Regions from separate parts of the Mus musculus genome. Here region 2 is linked to region 1. A link is a contact called in public HiChIP or PLAC-seq data. All regions are on one chromosome and are shown on one strand. Each heading gives the region's core, a stretch centred on a gene start, on an enhancer-like site or on the middle of the called end of the contact. The rest is flanking DNA. Distances are from core to core; before and after follow the strand shown.

Evidence for each region. HiChIP or PLAC-seq counts read pairs in DNA pulled down with a chosen protein or histone mark.
Region 2: an H3K4me3 HiChIP or PLAC-seq map of the SCID.adh cell line shows a contact between it and region 1, with 9 read pairs. The contact joins the enhancer-like site here to the promoter of Slc16a10 in region 1. A contact is called at or near these places in 4 of 39 promoter capture datasets (embryonic stem cells, liver and pre-B cells), 1 of 15 datasets of contacts at CTCF or cohesin (the NIH/3T3 cell line), 21 of 484 Hi-C or Micro-C datasets (DN3 thymocytes, the G1E-ER4 cell line, the HPC-7 cell line and 13 more), 4 of 115 datasets of contacts at active chromatin or transcription factors (the SCID.adh cell line, bone marrow-derived macrophages, effector CD8 T cells and 1 more) and 3 of 9 other capture datasets (adipose tissue, embryonic stem cells and macrophages).

Annotation. Positions count from the first base shown.
Region 1 is chr10:40,140,414-40,143,872 of GRCm38.p6, forward strand. Slc16a10 (solute carrier family 16 (monocarboxylic acid transporters), member 10) reads right to left here and starts at 1,841. Exons shown (of 6, transcript NM_001114332.1): 1 at 1,290-1,841. The coding sequence starts at 1,623.
Region 2 is chr10:39,954,427-39,957,885 of GRCm38.p6, forward strand. It overlaps the pseudogene Mfsd4b3-ps. Among named protein-coding and RNA genes, the nearest start is that of Mfsd4b5, 30 kb to the right of the region's middle. Within about 2 kb of position 1,820, at least 2 of the 459 cell types and tissues checked have an H3K27ac peak or open chromatin away from gene starts, as enhancers often do. A contact at or near this core is called in the SCID.adh cell line, where this site is marked.

The DNA.
Region 1 (3,459 bases), core at 591-3,090:
GGTTCCATCCCTGGCACTGAAGGAAGAAATGAATGAAAGAGAAAGGGATTTTTCTCCTCCACCCCATCTTAACCTTCCAATTTATAATTACAATCCTGTTTATTTTATGTGTACACCAAAAATCTAAGCAATACACACTGTAAAAACAGAAACTAAAGGGGTTTTTACATGACTGTAATCCCATCACTTGAGAAGCAGAAGCAAGTCTCTGTGAATCTGAGGACAGCCTGTCCTACATAGTGAGTTCTAGGCCAGCCAGAATTAAATAGTGAGACCCTGCTGTAGTTTTTAAAAGACTATTATTGCCCAGTATGGTGCAGAATGTTCTTATAATCCCAACTGAGCCAAGAGGATCTTGAGTTCAAGGCCAGGCTGAGCAGAGTGAAACACAGAAATTATTGATCTTATTAAGTTTCCCAAAAGGCAGCAGTGGCCCGATTTAGCAAAGAGACTCTCAGTCTCCAAGTCAGGCGATGAGGTCTATCTTTATTCTGGTCCTCACTAAAACACTTCATTTCCCTGACTTTCCATTTTCTCACCCAAGCAGAGCTGACAACACCTGCCCGGCAGCATGAGATGAAATAATGGGGGAAATGTTATGCAGACGGTCCTAGACTTGACTTTTGCATAATCAGTCAGAAAGCATTTGACAAAAATGCGGAGTCTGCACCTTTTGCATTTTATTTCCACAAGGCAAAAAAAACGTCAACATAACAGAAGGTCCAACCCCTTATCTTCCTCTTACCATCCCACGTGGCTGCCTCCTATGCTGTCTAAATATAGTAGAGCGTGCAGAGAGACAACCGACTACCACTTTTAATGGGCTGCCTTTGGGACTCCCTGTGACCTTGGGATCCACTTTTCCATTTTGCCAATCTCCCGTCCTGGCCTGCGCTGCATCTACCCAAACACACCTTTCCTTCTGCAGCATGGCAGGCAGATAACCACACCACCGTGGCGGTCACAAAGCAGACTGTAAAAGTGATAATGCAGTGTTGTTGGTGCTGGAACGTTCAGTTTATTTCCCACCACTAAGAGGAAAGTACTGTGGATTCTTGGCGCCCACTGTGCAGAAAGGAGGAGTCCAAAGCCTCAGGCAGGTACAACTCTGCAACTTGCTTGCCTTTGGGTTCCATACAAAACTGGCAGAGGGAAGCCCCAAGCTGCAGGTTGCAAGTGAGACGGGTCAGGCTCAAAGCTCACACCCTCCCAACACAAGAGGACGCACCAAAAGCTCCCATTTCCCACCCCGCATGCCCTCCTCCCCTCGGCCCGCAGCAACGTCCCACCTGTCTTGAAGGCCATGTTGTCATCGTCCTTGGCCTTGAAGGTGTCCAGCATGGACACGAAGAGCACCCCGTAGGCGTTCTGGATGCCAAACACCGACCCGTTGCACCACATGGCCGCCAGCATCACCAACCAGCCCCAGCCGCCCTCGGGGGGAACGGGGGGCTCACTGCCCGCTGACCTCGTCAGCTCCACCTCCACTTTCTCTGCGGCCACGTCGGAGACATCCGAGGGTCCCGGGCCGGGCAGCGGAGCGTCATCCGAGGGCGCGGGCCCGGGCGGCTGCGCCTCGTTCGTCTCCCGCTCGGCGGCGGGCTCCTCCTGGGACGGCACCATGTCCCGAGGCGGCCCCGTCGGGCACCGAGAAAGCTTGCGGGCGCAAGGTCCCGGGGTGGCTCGCGGAGCCTGGGACAGCCGCGCGGACGGAGGAGGGAGGCCGAGGCGAGGACACTGGAGCCGCGGGCAGGCGGGCGGGCGGGCGGGCGAGAGGCGCACACCGCAGACACCGCCTAAGGCGGCCAGAGGACTTGACACACCGGCTGCCCCTCGCGCCTGATTACGCCGGCCTCCAGCCGCCTCTTAAAAGCGCCCCTCCGCCCTCCCGCACCGCCTAGGGGCGTGGCCACCAGAGGGCCTTACACCCTGAGCCCACAGGTGATTGGGCATCCGCAAGCGGAGGCTCCGCCCCGTGAGGGGTGTCCAATGACCGCCCGCGCGCGCGCGCTTGAAGGCGTGCCGCCAAATTAGCTACCTCCAGGAGTAATGTCACCTCCTCTCAGCATTAACCTTAGAAGTTCTTGGGGAGCGTCTCCTACGTGTGGCCTGCGAAGGTGATCAATCGATCAGGTAATGCTTACCCTCACTGGAATAGAGAGTCACAAATGACAGTTTAAATTTCATATTTGTTGTCCCTTTTGTGCTAGTTATAATATAAAAGATTCCTTATGCCACGTACCTACTTAAAAGGCAATTCAGGAATCAGAGACCTTGTTTAATTACTCCAATTCCGCGAACATACAGTTTGTTTTGAATACTTGGCACAATGAAGATGCTCATTTTGGAAGACAGACTGTGATTCTAAATTTTTCAACTAACAAACATTTTTGACGGGCAGCTAGAAAGCAATACTTTTAAACTTCACAAGTTGTCCTCACACTAAATAAAGAACCAACACTTATATTCAATTCCTCTGCCCCCTGAAGCATCTTATTCTGATGTATCTTCTTAATTTCTCAGATATTTAGATTACTCACTCCAAACAAAATCAAAATATGCTAGTTACTTAAGCACCAGTGTGGTGGGTTATACAATAACTGTGATTATCACATTCTTGCTTCTCTCTGTCCTAAACTAGTAAGTAAAAACAGTCCAGAAATAGAAAGTGGGGTGCAATAGGGTTAAACACTGGGACATCAGCTAGGAGGTAGGAGCACAAGCCTTGTATCCCAGTACTCCGGAAGCAGAGGCAGGCAGATCTCTGAGTTCTGGGCCAGTCTGGTCTACAGAGTGAGTTCCTGGACAGTCAAAGCTACACAGAGAAACCCTGTCTTGAAACCAACTACCCCCATACCCCCACCCCACCCCCCAAAAAAGGATAGTATGTAAGAAAGTAAGTTTGAGCTGAGCTATGATTAGCCACATGGTTCTGTGGACAAGGACAAGCAAAGAGCCTTCCAGCCAAAGAAACAGAGAAGAAACCAAAGACAGGGGAGGGTCCAGAGGAGTGTTCTGGGAATACAGGGCAATGTGGGTGCTTTAGAGATTAAGTTAAAATAGCACAATAGCTTGGATATATATTACCCCTCAAATTCTTTTGGTGTCTTAGTCACTGTCTATTGCTGTGAAGAGACACTGTGACCAAGGTAACTCTTTTTTTACAAAAAGCATTTAATTGGGGGCTTTCTTACAGTTTCAGAGATTTAGTCCATTATCATCAAGGTAGGGAGCTGTAATGGTTTGTATATGCTCAACCTAGGGAATGGCACTATTAGAAGATGTGGCCCTGTTGGAGTAAGTGTGCCACTGTGAGTATGGGCATTAAAACCCCTCATCCTAGCTGCCTAGAAGTCAGTATTCTACTGGCAGCCTTCAGATGAAGATGTAGAACTCTCAGCTCCTCCTGTGCCATGCCTACCTGGATGCTGCCATGTTCCCACCTTGGTGATAAAGGAC
Region 2 (3,459 bases), core at 570-3,069, 190 kb before region 1:
AGAATTATTTTATTTAAGAAGATAGAACCTGGACCCAGAAAGATGGCCCAGCAGTTAAGAGCCCTTGTTGCTGTTGCAAAGGATTTGGCTTGGTTCCTAACACTAACATAGTGGCTCACAACCATCTATAACTCTAGTTACAGGATAGCTAATGCATGTGGTGTATATAAATATATGCAGACTAAGCACTAATACACAAAGAATAAAAGAAATAAATCTAAAAAGAGAATAGTATTACAAATGTCTAAAAAAAGATTAACCACATTCCGTTTGGCTTTATATGATTTGGGTAGTCTGGTTAATAAAACTGAAGTTTTAAAATAGATTTTTAAAAAATATTTTATATTTTTATAGATTTTTTCACCATTAAATGTAATATACTATATACTTATATATATATATATATATATATATATATAATATATATATATATTATATATATATCAATGTCTATTACTTTTTCTTTCCTTAGGGCTACTATAAATTAAACTAATCTGTTGTATTTTTTTTCAGTATTTTAGAAGCCCTAGACATTCCCAGTGTTTATTCTCTCTCTGTCTCTCTGTCTCTGTCTCTCTGACTCTGGTATGTGGTTGTTGTCTCAACACATAATATCCCAGCTACTGCTTCAGTGCCATGCTTGCCTGTCTCTGCTGTCATGTTCCCTGCCATGGTGGTTATAGATTCTAGCTCTCTGAAACTGTGATTCTCAAATAACGTCTTTATTTTATAAGTTTCCTTGGCCATGGTGATCCTTACTATCACCAAAATAGTAAGGAAAATTGTAAAGTAATGCATGACGAAGGAAAAATGAATTCACTTTTCTCTGAGTTCTCTAAACTAAGAACATATGGCCAAAGTAGAAAGGATTAGAGTCCAGCAGGATGTCTGTACTAAAAGAATCTCTGAAAAGAACTCTCTGTGGGCCTAGCTGGCTGAGAGTAGAAGAGAATTGTTTGGAAGTTTTCCTAGAAATTGAGCATTAATGCTAACACTCACTGTAGAACTAGGATTTGGTCTTCTTGTTTTCCTGGTACAGTGGATGGTGTGCAATAGGAAGTATGAAGGGTCTGTTGTTATTGTTTCATTTACGGTAGTTGGCCCAAGAAACAAAGATTCATAGAAATGACCAAGATCATTTCCTGTGATTCATGCTGTACTTGTGACATTTTAAAAAGCACCTTTAAGGAAACCGAGTTCTCTTTACTAACAGATCCAAGTTTACCCCTCAGTTTGTGATTTTTAAAATTTAGTTTGAAGTGTTAATATCACTTTGGTTAAATGAAAGACTATTGTTCACTATGACCAGCAATTCTACCTTGATCAAACGTGTTAAACTTTTGATATTTTTATGACCTTCTTCAAATTAAATCATGTTTTTCTTTACCTTGAATTAATCTGAGGTCTTTCAGAAAGTCATTTGGACTTTCTCAAAAACATGATCTATATTCCTATAAATATAGTAGAGGCAAATTAATTGGGTGAATTTGATATATAATATGGGAAACACAGTCAAATAAGCAATGTTAAGATCTCCGTGAGTTGCATTTATGTCGCTGTGGTAATAGTTCAGAGACTCGTACAAATGAAATGCTTCTACTATGCCACCAGCAGTCATAATTCTGATTCTTATCTTTAACTGTATAGACGAACCTACAACAATGGTCCACACATGTCGTCCTAAATAATCAGGAGGCTGAGGCAGGAGGATCAACCTGGGAGTTCTGGCCAACACAAATGACATAGCTACAAGTCATGTCATGTTTTGTGCCACATTGTATGTGGCAGAAATATCCAGCTTTTCTTGTCAAGTGCTTCACTACTGTAGTGACTTTTCATCAGATTCATGTCATGGACATTTTAAGTCTTGTCGTGGGCAGTTGTTTGCTCTGTGTTTGTTTAGTGTTGACATCTGTGGAAGGATTCTAAGTACAGAGTTCTGGTATTTCCAAGGATGTTCCATGGAATAGCTAAAACTTATAATTCTAGTGAAGAAACAAAATGGCTCCTAAATATGAAGCACAATCATTAAGTACAAGGGAACATGATTTGGCAGATTTTCATTCCACGTGAGCTACTGGTGAAATTATCAAGCTGTGTAGTTACAACAAACTCCACAAGATGGACCCAAATCAAATACTTATGTTAGCCTAGTTAATAAGCAGTTTCAGGCACCTGTAGTAGAATGCAAATGGGTGTGAAGGATGTAAATGCATTGCCAAGCTTGGTCTCGGGATAGCTTGGATGGCTGCCTGGTGTTACTGGGTCCTCATAGCTTCCAACAGTGAAAGCTCAGCACTCCAAGACTCATCATGGAAGAGCTGAAATAAGTCAAACATTAACAAACATCAATGGATGGCTGCTCTATGGAAATGGCACAAAGGGCTCATTGCTGATATTTGGTTAGTCACACTCATAATTTTGGTAAGATAATAAAAACCTTATCCCATAGCAACTCCTGAACAGTTTGAGGTTTATTCATTTGCTAATTCAGTGCTACTCTTCTAGGTGGATGGAAGCTTTTCTATATAGAAAGGCTAATGCTATAAACAGCTACCATGACAAAAAAAATATGTATTTTCTTCTCAGGATATCCTCCCCTCCTCAATTCTTCAGCAATAGCAATCAATACTTGTTTCCCAGCACCACTGTCACAAACACAGTAACATTAAGCCAGTTCCTAGATGGGCCAAATTGTCTATCACTGGTGTGACCCATTGGTGGCAATTGGATCGACTCACATAGGAGAGCACAGACTTACTAAGCCTTGTGACAAATCCCCTGCAGGGCCACACCCCTGGTGATAGACTCCAAGTATCTCTCACTCCATTCAAATGAAGTGTGATGTGACTCAGGAGTTAAGGCCAAAGCATATTCACCAAGTGAAAGAAATCTGTAGCAGCCCACTGAAGATGACCTGTACTTTCACGACCTGGATCCTGAACAATAGTCTTTTAGAAATGACACCATTAAGTGGCTTCCTCTGTTGGAAGAGACCATACTAGTGTTTGCTCTGGTATCACAAAACATTAATGCCCTCAGTCCCTGATGGACAACTCTCAAGACTCTTGAAACTAAACATCTTTTGGCAACCTTATAGCAAACCTGACCAGGATTGTTTCCCCCAAGAAACAGAAGACATCCTTGGTACGGACAGCTTAACTCATGGATCAAGATTGATCTGTTACTGAAAAACCTTTTCTCCTATCACCAACTCTCCTGATCCCTTTCCACTTCCTTATGTGAAGATACATAGTACCATGGAGGCTATCTAAGGCTAATGTCATACAACAACAACACAAAGACAAATCAGCAGCTATTGGGTTTATGGACTAATCAATACCTTCAAATCAGGAAACACTGCTACTATGGCCAATGTGGCTTTGTGTATCTAATCCATCACTAGGACCCCAGAGGAAGAGGAGAAAGCTCTCTTGGATATGTTGGACAGCACTACTC